Regions from separate parts of the Mus musculus genome. Here region 1 is linked to region 2. The links are chromatin contacts, called in public HiChIP or PLAC-seq maps. All regions are on one chromosome and are shown on one strand. The core of a region is the stretch at or near the end of the contact, and the rest is flanking DNA. Distances in the headings are between cores, read along the strand shown. Region 1 has its middle 15 kb from the start of Dyrk1b. Region 2 holds the start of Timm50 (translocase of inner mitochondrial membrane 50).

The links. HiChIP or PLAC-seq counts read pairs in DNA pulled down with a chosen protein or histone mark.
Region 1: an H3K4me3 HiChIP or PLAC-seq map of embryonic stem cells shows a contact between it and region 2, with 22 read pairs. The contact joins the enhancer-like site here to the promoter of Timm50 in region 2. A contact is called at or near these places in 21 of 39 promoter capture datasets (the 3T3-L1 cell line, the C10 cell line, the HPC-7 cell line and 10 more), 2 of 15 datasets of contacts at CTCF or cohesin (the NIH/3T3 cell line and pro-B cells), 33 of 484 Hi-C or Micro-C datasets (the AML12 cell line, B cells, the G1E-ER4 cell line and 18 more), 17 of 115 datasets of contacts at active chromatin or transcription factors (the 230-238 cell line, the SCID.adh cell line, T-cell acute lymphoblastic leukemia and 11 more) and 4 of 9 other capture datasets (adipose tissue, embryonic stem cells, liver and 1 more).

What each region holds. Positions count from the first base shown.
Region 1 is chr7:28,192,712-28,197,648 of GRCm38.p6, reverse strand. It overlaps a transcript of Dyrk1b not described here. Among named protein-coding and RNA genes, the nearest start is that of Dyrk1b, 15 kb to the right of the region's middle. Within about 2 kb of position 2,063, at least 25 of the 459 cell types and tissues checked have an H3K27ac peak or open chromatin away from gene starts, as enhancers often do. A contact at or near this core is called in embryonic stem cells, where this site is marked.
Region 2 is chr7:28,310,658-28,315,053 of GRCm38.p6, reverse strand. Timm50 (translocase of inner mitochondrial membrane 50) reads left to right here and starts at 3,008. Exons shown (of 11, transcript NM_025616.3): 1 at 3,008-3,129; 2 at 4,035-4,185. The coding sequence starts at 3,022. Gm51445 (a long non-coding RNA gene) reads right to left here. Exons shown (of 3, transcript XR_003946618.1): 1 at 4,294-4,396; 2 at 3,906-3,964; 3 at 2,281-2,969. It overlaps Supt5 (suppressor of Ty 5, DSIF elongation factor subunit), which reads left to right. Exons shown (of 30, transcript NM_013676.1): 30 at 1-160.

The sequences.
Region 1 (4,937 bases), core at 814-3,313, 120 kb after region 2:
TTTTGTTTGTTTGTTTTTTTCGAGACAGGGTTTCTCTGTGTAGCCTTGGCTGTCCTGGAACTCACTTTGTAGACCAGGCTGGCCTCGAACTCAAAAATCCGCCTGCCTCTGCCTCCCAAGTGCTGGGATTAAAAGGTTTAAACTTTCTAGTAGCCACTTAATAAAAACAAATATAAATTAATTTTAATAATATATTTTATTTAACCCAAGATATCCAAAATATTACCATATCAACATGTGAGCAATATAAAAATTATTTTTTGTACCACATCTTTCAAATCAGGTGGGCGTTTTACACTTAAAATATATCTCAATTCACACGAGCCACATTCTCAAGTGCTCTAAGACACTGGTCCTGGTCACTACTGACTGAACAGCACATCAAGGCCCTTGCTGTCTCAGGCCATCACATCTTGGGCCCCTTAGAAGTGTGGTATCTTGGGCCCTTCCCATGTCCCAGAGAATTCAAATGCACATTCAAGGCTGAGGAAATGGGCCGGTTCTGCTGCACACACTTCTGTGGCTGCCTATTGCTTTCATGGTAAGTGGCTAACTTCTGAGCTTGACAAGCATCCATCCATCCATCCCACCCAGCCACCCACCCACCATCCTAACATCACTCATTCTGGACATGGCTCCTGAGCACTGAGTGCTGGGCCCCGTGGTGGGTGGTCTGGGTGGTACTGGGACACAGCAGGGCAGACTGGCCTCATTTATTCCCTCTTGAAGCTCCCAGCAGGCAACGGCCATCATTCATGCTCCCTTTGACTAGTATGGATGCTGTGTGCTCTGCACAAAGTTACAGCGGGCGAGAGAGCGAGCAAGCGAGGTGCACCCCAGGAGGCCTGACCTGGCCGGAGTGGACAGGGATCCAGAAACGAAGCCAAATAAGGGAAGAGGCCACAACCGTGGCAAGCCGCCACGGGCAGATTAAATGTCCTACTCCAGGGGACATGACTGCCAAACAACCTGGCCCATCTTTAAGAAGGATCACTTTCAGCAGAGAGTCGAGGAGACAGGCCCTGAGTGTAAGGTTACAGGAAGATCTCCAGGGCGACACGACACCATGCAAAGAAAAGTAGGAGAAAGGGAACCGAGGACTAGGAAGGGACTCAGCTGGCCAGCAGATGAGTAACTTGGGTCAAAGAATCACATCATGGTGAGCCTTTCCTTAAAAAGCCCTTCCAGTAGCCAGGCCTGGTGGGACACACTGTTAATCTCAGCACTTGGGAGGCAGAGGCAGGTGGAAGCTCTGTGAGTTCAAGACTAGCCTGGTCTACAGAGGAAGTTTTAGATCAGCCAGGGCTACACTGAGACAGTCTCAAAAAGGAAAAAATAAAATAAAAAGCCCCTTTATTAGACATACTTGAGTTTGCTAGGACAGCAAGCAGAGGGGTTGGGGAGGGGTGAAGTCAGCAGTTAAAGATGACAGCAGGATTTATATTAGGACAGGAGTATATTAGGGCTTTCTGCTTTTAGGTGTTTAAACTTCCCTGAAATGAAGAATTCCTTTTTCTTCAGGACAACTGAAGACAAAGGAAAGTTTTAGCCGCTGGTGAAGGAAGGCACTGAAGCTCTTCCTAAAGGGAGAAGTCAAAAAAAAAAACCAGAGCTCCAAGGAAGAAAGTGGTTAAAGGCACGCCCAGAGGCCCAGGATGCCTGCCTTTCTATCTGAAAAAGGCTTGAGCCTGGTCATAGGCGCAGGCCTGGAGACCCAGCAGGCTGGGAGGTGGAAGCAGGAGAGTCAGGGGTCAAGGTCAAACTACAGTGAGTCTGAGGTAAAGCTGGGCTCCCCAGCCTTGCCTTCTCTCTTTTTTTTTTCAGACAGGTCTCACTGTGTAGCGCCCAGGTGCCCTGGAACTCTCTCTATAGATCCAGGCTGGACCTGAATTCAGAGCTCTGCCTGCTTCTAGCTCCCAAATGCTGGGATTAAAGGCTGATCCACTATACCTGGCTTTTAAATAGTATCTTTTGTGTATGAATGTTCTGCCTGCATATATGCATGTGTGCCTGGTGACTATAGAGGTCAGCAGAGGGCATTGGAGTCTCTGGAACTAAAGTTATGGATGGCTGTGAGCCGCCACATAAAGAGCTGAAGCTCTGTCCTCTATAGAGCATCAAGTACTCTTAATTGCCTAGCTGTCTCTCCAGCTCCAAGACTCCTGTCTTAAACAAAACAGGTGATAAGTTTAAACTCCAGATGCCTTATTGAGAGCCTGTTCCAAGGTGACTGAATCTTGTCTATGGTATGGCTGAGTCTCCAGGCCCAGGCCCTATCCCCAGCACATCTTCTGGGAAGACTAAGCAGTAACTGAACACAAGCCTACAAAGGCTCAAGCCTGTGCCTGGCTTGGGGAAGCTACTGTGACATGGTCGGCAGTTATTGGTATACTTTGGGCTTCTGAAACCAGGCTGGCCTCAAAACTTGTGATCATCTGCCTCTCAAGTGCTGGGACAGGTCTGTGTCACCACACTGGTCATTCTAAGATGGATCAAATGGCCATACTGACAGCTCATGGTCACCAACTTGCTGTCCTCACAGCCAGACTCCACAGTGGCAGACTTGTAATGTGGCCAACACCCAGAGAATCTGTCAGCTACTCTGGATGCTGTGACACACAGCAGAGCCCTGACTCTAGGCAGGGATGGTGACATCTGAAGGTTCCTGGAGGGGCAGCTCCAACATGTATTAAGAGACAGGAGCTGTGGTGCAGATGTGACTCAAGAGGACACCCAGGGCCGACCATGACAGACACAGAGGCAGACCTCCTTTCCCCCCACTCTATAGGGCCTCTGCAGGAATGAACAGACTCCTGGAGGTCTGTTTCCTTGTGGCTACACACTGGGGAGCTTCTGAGTTAGTGGTTTCCCACAGAGTTTAACAGGGCTGAAAATGGGGGTTGGGAGTGGGAGGACGGCAATGGGTGAGGCAGAGTGGCAGAAGGGAGATGCAAGCCCCTGTGGACAGGCTGGGTGAGCCGGTGGCCACTCAAGGGTCACTCTGAGAGAGGGCAGGGTGAGGCAGCATACAGAGCTGACAGCCCAAGGACTACCAGGGGCAGAGGGTGTTTCACAAGCCTCGAGAGTAGGAGGAGACGAGGAGACATACCAGCACAGGTAGGAAACAAGACTGTGATTGTGAGACTGCTAGAAGTTGAGGCGAGCGAGGAGAGCTCCCAGACAGTAAGTAAATGGTGAAACACTGGGACTTGCTAGATGCTGTCTCTGGGGTCAGCAGAATGGCAGGCAAAGTCTGGCTGCAGAGAGAAGTGCTTCACATGCAGGCCTGGTCATGCTGCTAGCTTCTGCCAAGATGACCAGACAAGAACGAAAAGCACACAAAGGAGTTTGCTTGCCATCTAGAAGGTCCCAAGGAAGCAGGAATCTGTGTGGCTCCTAGGTGCTGACCTGAGTCAGAGGCATGAACAGAGGGATACAGAGATGTGCGTGTGGGAGGCTACAGATGAGTGATACCCTAGGCAGCACCAGCTAGGACAGGAAGTAGTGGCACACCCCATGCCTAGACCTGAGTCTAACACTGTTCTCCAGTAGAAGGGATCAGAGCTGCCTGGAAAAAAGCCCATGAATCTGTGACACGGTGCAGGGGCACAGAGAAAACACAAGGAGAGAAAACAGGGAGGATGCAGGAGCCTGCCCGGAAGGCAGCAGCAGCTTGGACAAAACAGTCAGAGCAACACTGGGTCAGACAGCTACGAAATGGACACCTTGAGTTCATGCCAACACAGCCACTATAGAAATAAACTAACAACAACAAAAATACAATAATTCTTATTAGAATGTCACAGGCCAGAGCCACTGGTGAGGAGTGCCAGCAGTGGTGACACTCAGGGGCAGGGGACAGTGTCACAGCCCCAGTGTCCTCTGAGTCTGCCAATTACTGTATATTAGCCCTGGAAGGTGTGAACAGTGCTCAGAGGGGCATTTACTGGAAGCTTCATCTTCACCGTAACGATGTCACTGGGGGTGTGCTCTCTATGAGACTCCAGTTAGTCCCCATGAGCATTATACAAAAGCAAGCCTGGCCTTTCCTCACTGTCTGGCTGCCTGTCTTACTGCTGACCCCTTTCAGACATGGTGGCATCTACCTCAAGTCTGAACTGAGCTCTTTATACATGACCTAGTCTCAGGTACTTTGCTATAGTAACAGAAAGCAGGCTATTGTGCTGGAGTAGTTTTAACATATGGACACAAATCCTCGTGACAGTTTTCTCTCCAGGAATTAGAGCTTAAGTGTCCCTTACTTTGAGTGTGAGATGAAGTTCGTGACCATTCTTACAGAAAGACAGTGGAAGTGGACACAATAATCCTAGAGCCGGGGAAACCTGTAGACACCCTGAATGAAGGCCAAGGTCAACTACCTTAGTAGTCTTTCCAGCTTTACATTCCCTATGCAACCCTGAGGAAATGCTTAACAAACGCAGACAGAGCGGCACTCTGACTGCTGACTGCCACCACTCAAGACTGCCCTAGAGAAGAGAAGGCTGGAGGGATCGCCCCGGAGTGGGACTGACGATCAGTGCAGTGTGGCCCCGGGGCCAGAGCTGGAACAGAAAAAGCATGTTCAGAGGCAAATGGGAGAGATAGGCTTAGAAAACGGGAGCAGGCGCGGATGTCCTAGCTTTGGTGGGTATGTCCTAGAAGACACTGACACCAGGGGAGCGGGGTACATCTGACACTGACACCAGGGGAGCGGGGTACATCTGGGGACAGTTTCTGCACAATCTCTGACACTTTTCTACAAACCTAAAATTACTGAATGACAGTTTCCTCCCTACTGACTGGGCTTCAGTGGTCCCCAGCCACCATCTGACTCCTGTACGCCTCACTCCCATCTCCTATCTCAGATACCTCGGACTGGGCCAGGCATGGCCTCCAGGTTCCCATAGCCCTTTGCAACCTAAAGATCTTGCCACCAT
Region 2 (4,396 bases), core at 1,759-4,258:
GAGTCTGGAGCAAGCCAGGGCAATCACTCTGTATTTCCTTTTCCTCCTTCCCTGATACTCTAGGAGTCAGAGCAGAGTCTGAGGAATGTTCCTGCCTTCTTCTGCAGCCCCAGCTTGACTTTGTGTTCAGGTCTTTCAATAAAGAGAAGCTGTTTGAAAAGTGTGTGTACGAAGAGTTTTCTTGGTCTTAAGTATAGATATGAAGTTGGGGAAATAACCAGATCTTAAGTAAGTTTCTCCATCTAGAAAAATAATGCTTCTGGAACTCCAAAGGGCTCTTCAGAGTCTGTTGCGGACAGGAGAAAGATGATTAGGGCTGGCCTTTGTCATTCAGGCCTGTCACCCAAGCTACTTAGACCTGGGGAGGACGATCACAGGTTCATGTCTTATCTGAGCAAGTCTCACTGAGGGCAACAAGCCCCTTTACTGCAGTGCTTCTTAACCTGGGGGGAGTAAACATGTTTGGGGGAGTCGAACGATCCTTTCACAGGAGTCACATCAGATATCCTGTATATCAGATATTTACATTATGTTTCATAACTAGCAAAATTACAGTTATGAAGTAGCAATGAAAATACTTTTATGGTTGGGGATCATTACAACATAAGGAACTGTGTTAAAGGGTTGCAGTATATGGTTAAGAACTGCCTTAGGACCCGAGCCTCAGAGGGCAGGGCACAGTGGTACATGCCTTTGATCCTAGCATTTGGGAGGCAGAGGCTGGTGGGTCTCTGTGCTGTCTACAGAGTGGATTCTAGGACAGTCAAAGCTAAATAGTAAGACCCTATGGGGGGTGGGGGTGGACAGGTATACTCAGCAATTCAGCTGGGACACAGCTTAATGAAGAGTGCTTTACAAAGTAGGTGTGGCACCATGGCTTTAGAAAGCCAGTCTGTAAAAAGTAACAGGTAAGAATGGAGTTTGGGGGCTGGAGAGATGGCTCAGCAGTTAAGAGCACTGGCTGCTCTTCCAGAGGTTCCGAGTTCAATTCCCAGTAATCACATGGTGGCTCACACCATCTGTAATAGAATCTGATGCCCTCTTCTGGAGTGGCTAATGGAGACAGCAATGTACTCACACAAAATAAACAAATACATAAATCTTTTTTTTTAAAGATTTATTTTATTAATATATGTAAGTACACTGTAGCTGTCCTCAGACACTCCAGAAGAGGGAGTCAGATCTTGTTACGGATGGTTGTGAGCCACCATGTGGTTGCTGGGATTTGAACTTTGGACCTTCGGAAGAGCAGTCGGGTGCTCTTACCCACTGAGCCATCTCACCAGCCCCATAAATCTTTTTTTAAAAAGTAAAAAAGAAAAAAAAAAAGAATGGATTTTGGACTGTTCAGAACTTACCCAGCCTATGGTGAAATACAAGGGAACAATTAAGACCTAGATCTAGAAAAAGAATCTGTGCCACCACTCCCCAACTTGATAAAACTAATTTTTAGGCCAGGCGTGGTGGTGTACGCCTTTAATCCCAACACTTGGGAGGCAGAGGCAGGCAGATTTCTGAGTTCAAGGCCAGCCTGGTCTACAAAGTGAGTTCCAGGACAGCCAGGGCTATACAGAGAAATCCTGTCTCGAAAAACCAAAACCAAAACCAAAAAAAAAAAACAAAAAACAAAAAAACCCCAAAACCTAATTTTTAAAAAATGAAGATATATTTCATGAATACCTATGTTCCCTCCACACAGTTATATCAATATAAGGCAAACAAGACTTACCATGTCAAGGCAGTGTTTTGACCACGGGCATTTTCACCCAAGTTAATGTGAGGAAAACAGCCTAGTTCAAATGACTCAACTTTGATTCCTTGGACTCTCGGTGGAAGCTGAGAGCCGACTCTTGAAAGTTGTCTTCTGACCACGCCCTGTGGCATGAGGCTGACTGAGCACACTTAAGCAGCACCCCAATCCATTTCATTCCACTCCAGAAATAACAGCTCTGAATTCTGTGTGGCTTTCCTTTGCCCAACTTTGTAGTTTTACTATCTTAGTGCTTTGGATTTTTTTGGGTGGGTGGGTGGGTGTCTTTTTTTGGAGACAGGGTTTCTCTGTGTAGCCCTGGCTGTCCTGGAGCTCACTCTGTAGACCAGGCTGGCCTCGAACTCAGAAATCTGCCTGCCTCTGCCTCCCCAGTGCTGGGAGTAAAGGCATGTGCCACCAATGCCCTGCAGTACTTTGGATTTTTAAAGTTTAAGTGTAAAAATCTGACTTTTTTTTTCCCATTGAAAACAACTTGTGGGGGCTGGAGAGATGGCTCAGCGGTTAAGAGTACTGGCTGTTCTTCCAGAGGGTCTGAGTTCAATCTATAAAGAGATATGATCCCCTCTTCTGGCATGCAATTGTACCTGCAGACAGTGCACTCATACATTTAAAATGAGTGAATGAACGAGTGAATAATAAATGATTAAACAAATAAAGGAATGAATAAACAAACAAATAGAAAACAACTTGGGCAAGACTCATGGTGGCTCCCGCACCCCTAATTCACTGCTTTCTTAATCACTCTAAAGCCTAAACAAGTCAGCACGGAACGTTCCTTTGGTTGAATCCAGATGAGTGGTAGATCCAAATGAGTGGTTGGGCAAAGGAAAGATACTCCAGTCCTTTCTACAAACTCACGGCGTTAGGGGTAAAAAGAGATCTGGAGACGGGAAAGAAGACTGGTTCAGCCTCCTGGTCCACGTGAGAAAAACTGAGGGATGCTGGGTCAGCTCACTTTTTGGGCCTCTGTCCATTTCTAACGATGGGAGGTGAAAGGCAAAGTCCGAGCGACTGGATGGTGGCGGTCCTTAGGGCCCCAGGGGGCGTGGTGCCAGATGACAGTATTCCAATTTCGCGCTCAGCCAGAGGAAAGACCGACTAGGAGCGCACCAAAGGTACTCCGCCCAGTTCTTTTTGTCCCTCTCGGGTTCCTGTCCACACGCACTACCTCAGCGATCCCATTGGTCGTAGTCCTCGCCTGGGCGGGAGAGAGGGAGCGAGTGGGCGGGGCCGCGTGGCGTCAGCGCAAGATGGCGGCCTCGGCGGCTCTGTTCTCGCGCTTGCGGAGCGGGCTCCGGGTAGGCGCGCGGGGGCTGTGCACGCGGCTAGCGCCGCCACCTCCCCGCACTCCCGAGCAGGTGAGCGGCGCCGGGACGCGCGCCCCGATATGGGGCTTCTCTCTAAAGTTTTGGGCGTCTGGTGGCAACCCCGGCGGGTCTGGGAGACCGCACCTCAGGGTGCTGAATGGGACGGAGCCCGCGTTTTCGATGTTTCCATGCTTCCTGTGTGGACCACAGTTGCTCCCCCGGGGCTGGATTATGGAGGCCCGGAGTGCATCCCCTGGAGCCCAGGTCTCAACCACGTGGGTGCCGGGAGAGGTCACCTGTTCTGATCTCGGTGACCATTCAGGTGATACTTGACGGGGGTGGGGCCCAGGGCGCTAGGGACCCAGGGTCTGTCCCAGTGACATTTCAATCGCCTCCTTGAGCGAGAGGAACAGGAAGGATCCAGCCTGCCGTCCGTTCCAGCCTAGCCATTCTGACCTCCAAGTCCATGACTTTCCGTTCCCAAAGTCCCAGACAGGAGATTGCCTCTCCTCGCTCTTGCTTCCTTCCCTTCCAAACCCCTCCATCTTGGGCTCTGGGTATCCGGATATCTTAACTGTTCGTTCTGTCCCTTGGGTGCCCTCTGTCCCTTTAGTTTTGACATCTCTGTGCTAGCGCGCGCGCGCACACACACACACACACACACACACCCATCCCTTATTCTCCTTGCCCTACTCTTCCTGGCTCCAGACCCTGCAGTGCTATTGCTTCCAAGACCTTGAGCAATTTGCCCTTTCAGCTCTTGAACCCCTGTGATTCTCTAGACAGTTTAGTTGTGACTGTCTGAGGGGAGCAGCCTCTGAACTCACCCCTTCAGGGACACAGTTTTCTGCTCTGGATGTCCACTTCCTGGTTCTTGATCTTGAGGCTGCTTGGACAAATTTAAGTATTCTGTTATTTCTCTCTGTGTGACCTCTCCTCCATCCCCCTCCACTCAGGTCACTGAAATTGCCAACCGTGGGGGCTCCAAGGCCCAGGGGCCACAGCACCAGCCAGGCTCCGAGGGTCCCAGCTATGCCAAAAAAATTGCGCTCTGGATCGCCGGTTTGCTCGGAGCTGGTGGGACTGTCAGCATCGTCTATATTTTTGGTGAGAGACATAACCCTTGACTGTTGGCCCCCAGATTTCTACTGTGAACCCCCCCTTTCTTTCCCCATACTCAGTTCATTACCTGGCTCCTCCAACTAGGATACTCACCTTGAAATTCAAGAAGTCCTCTTCGACCCCTTGTACTTAAAAGTTCTATCCTCTAGTTGTTCCCTGTACCTGAATTCAGGAACTAAGGGAATGGTGGGAAGAG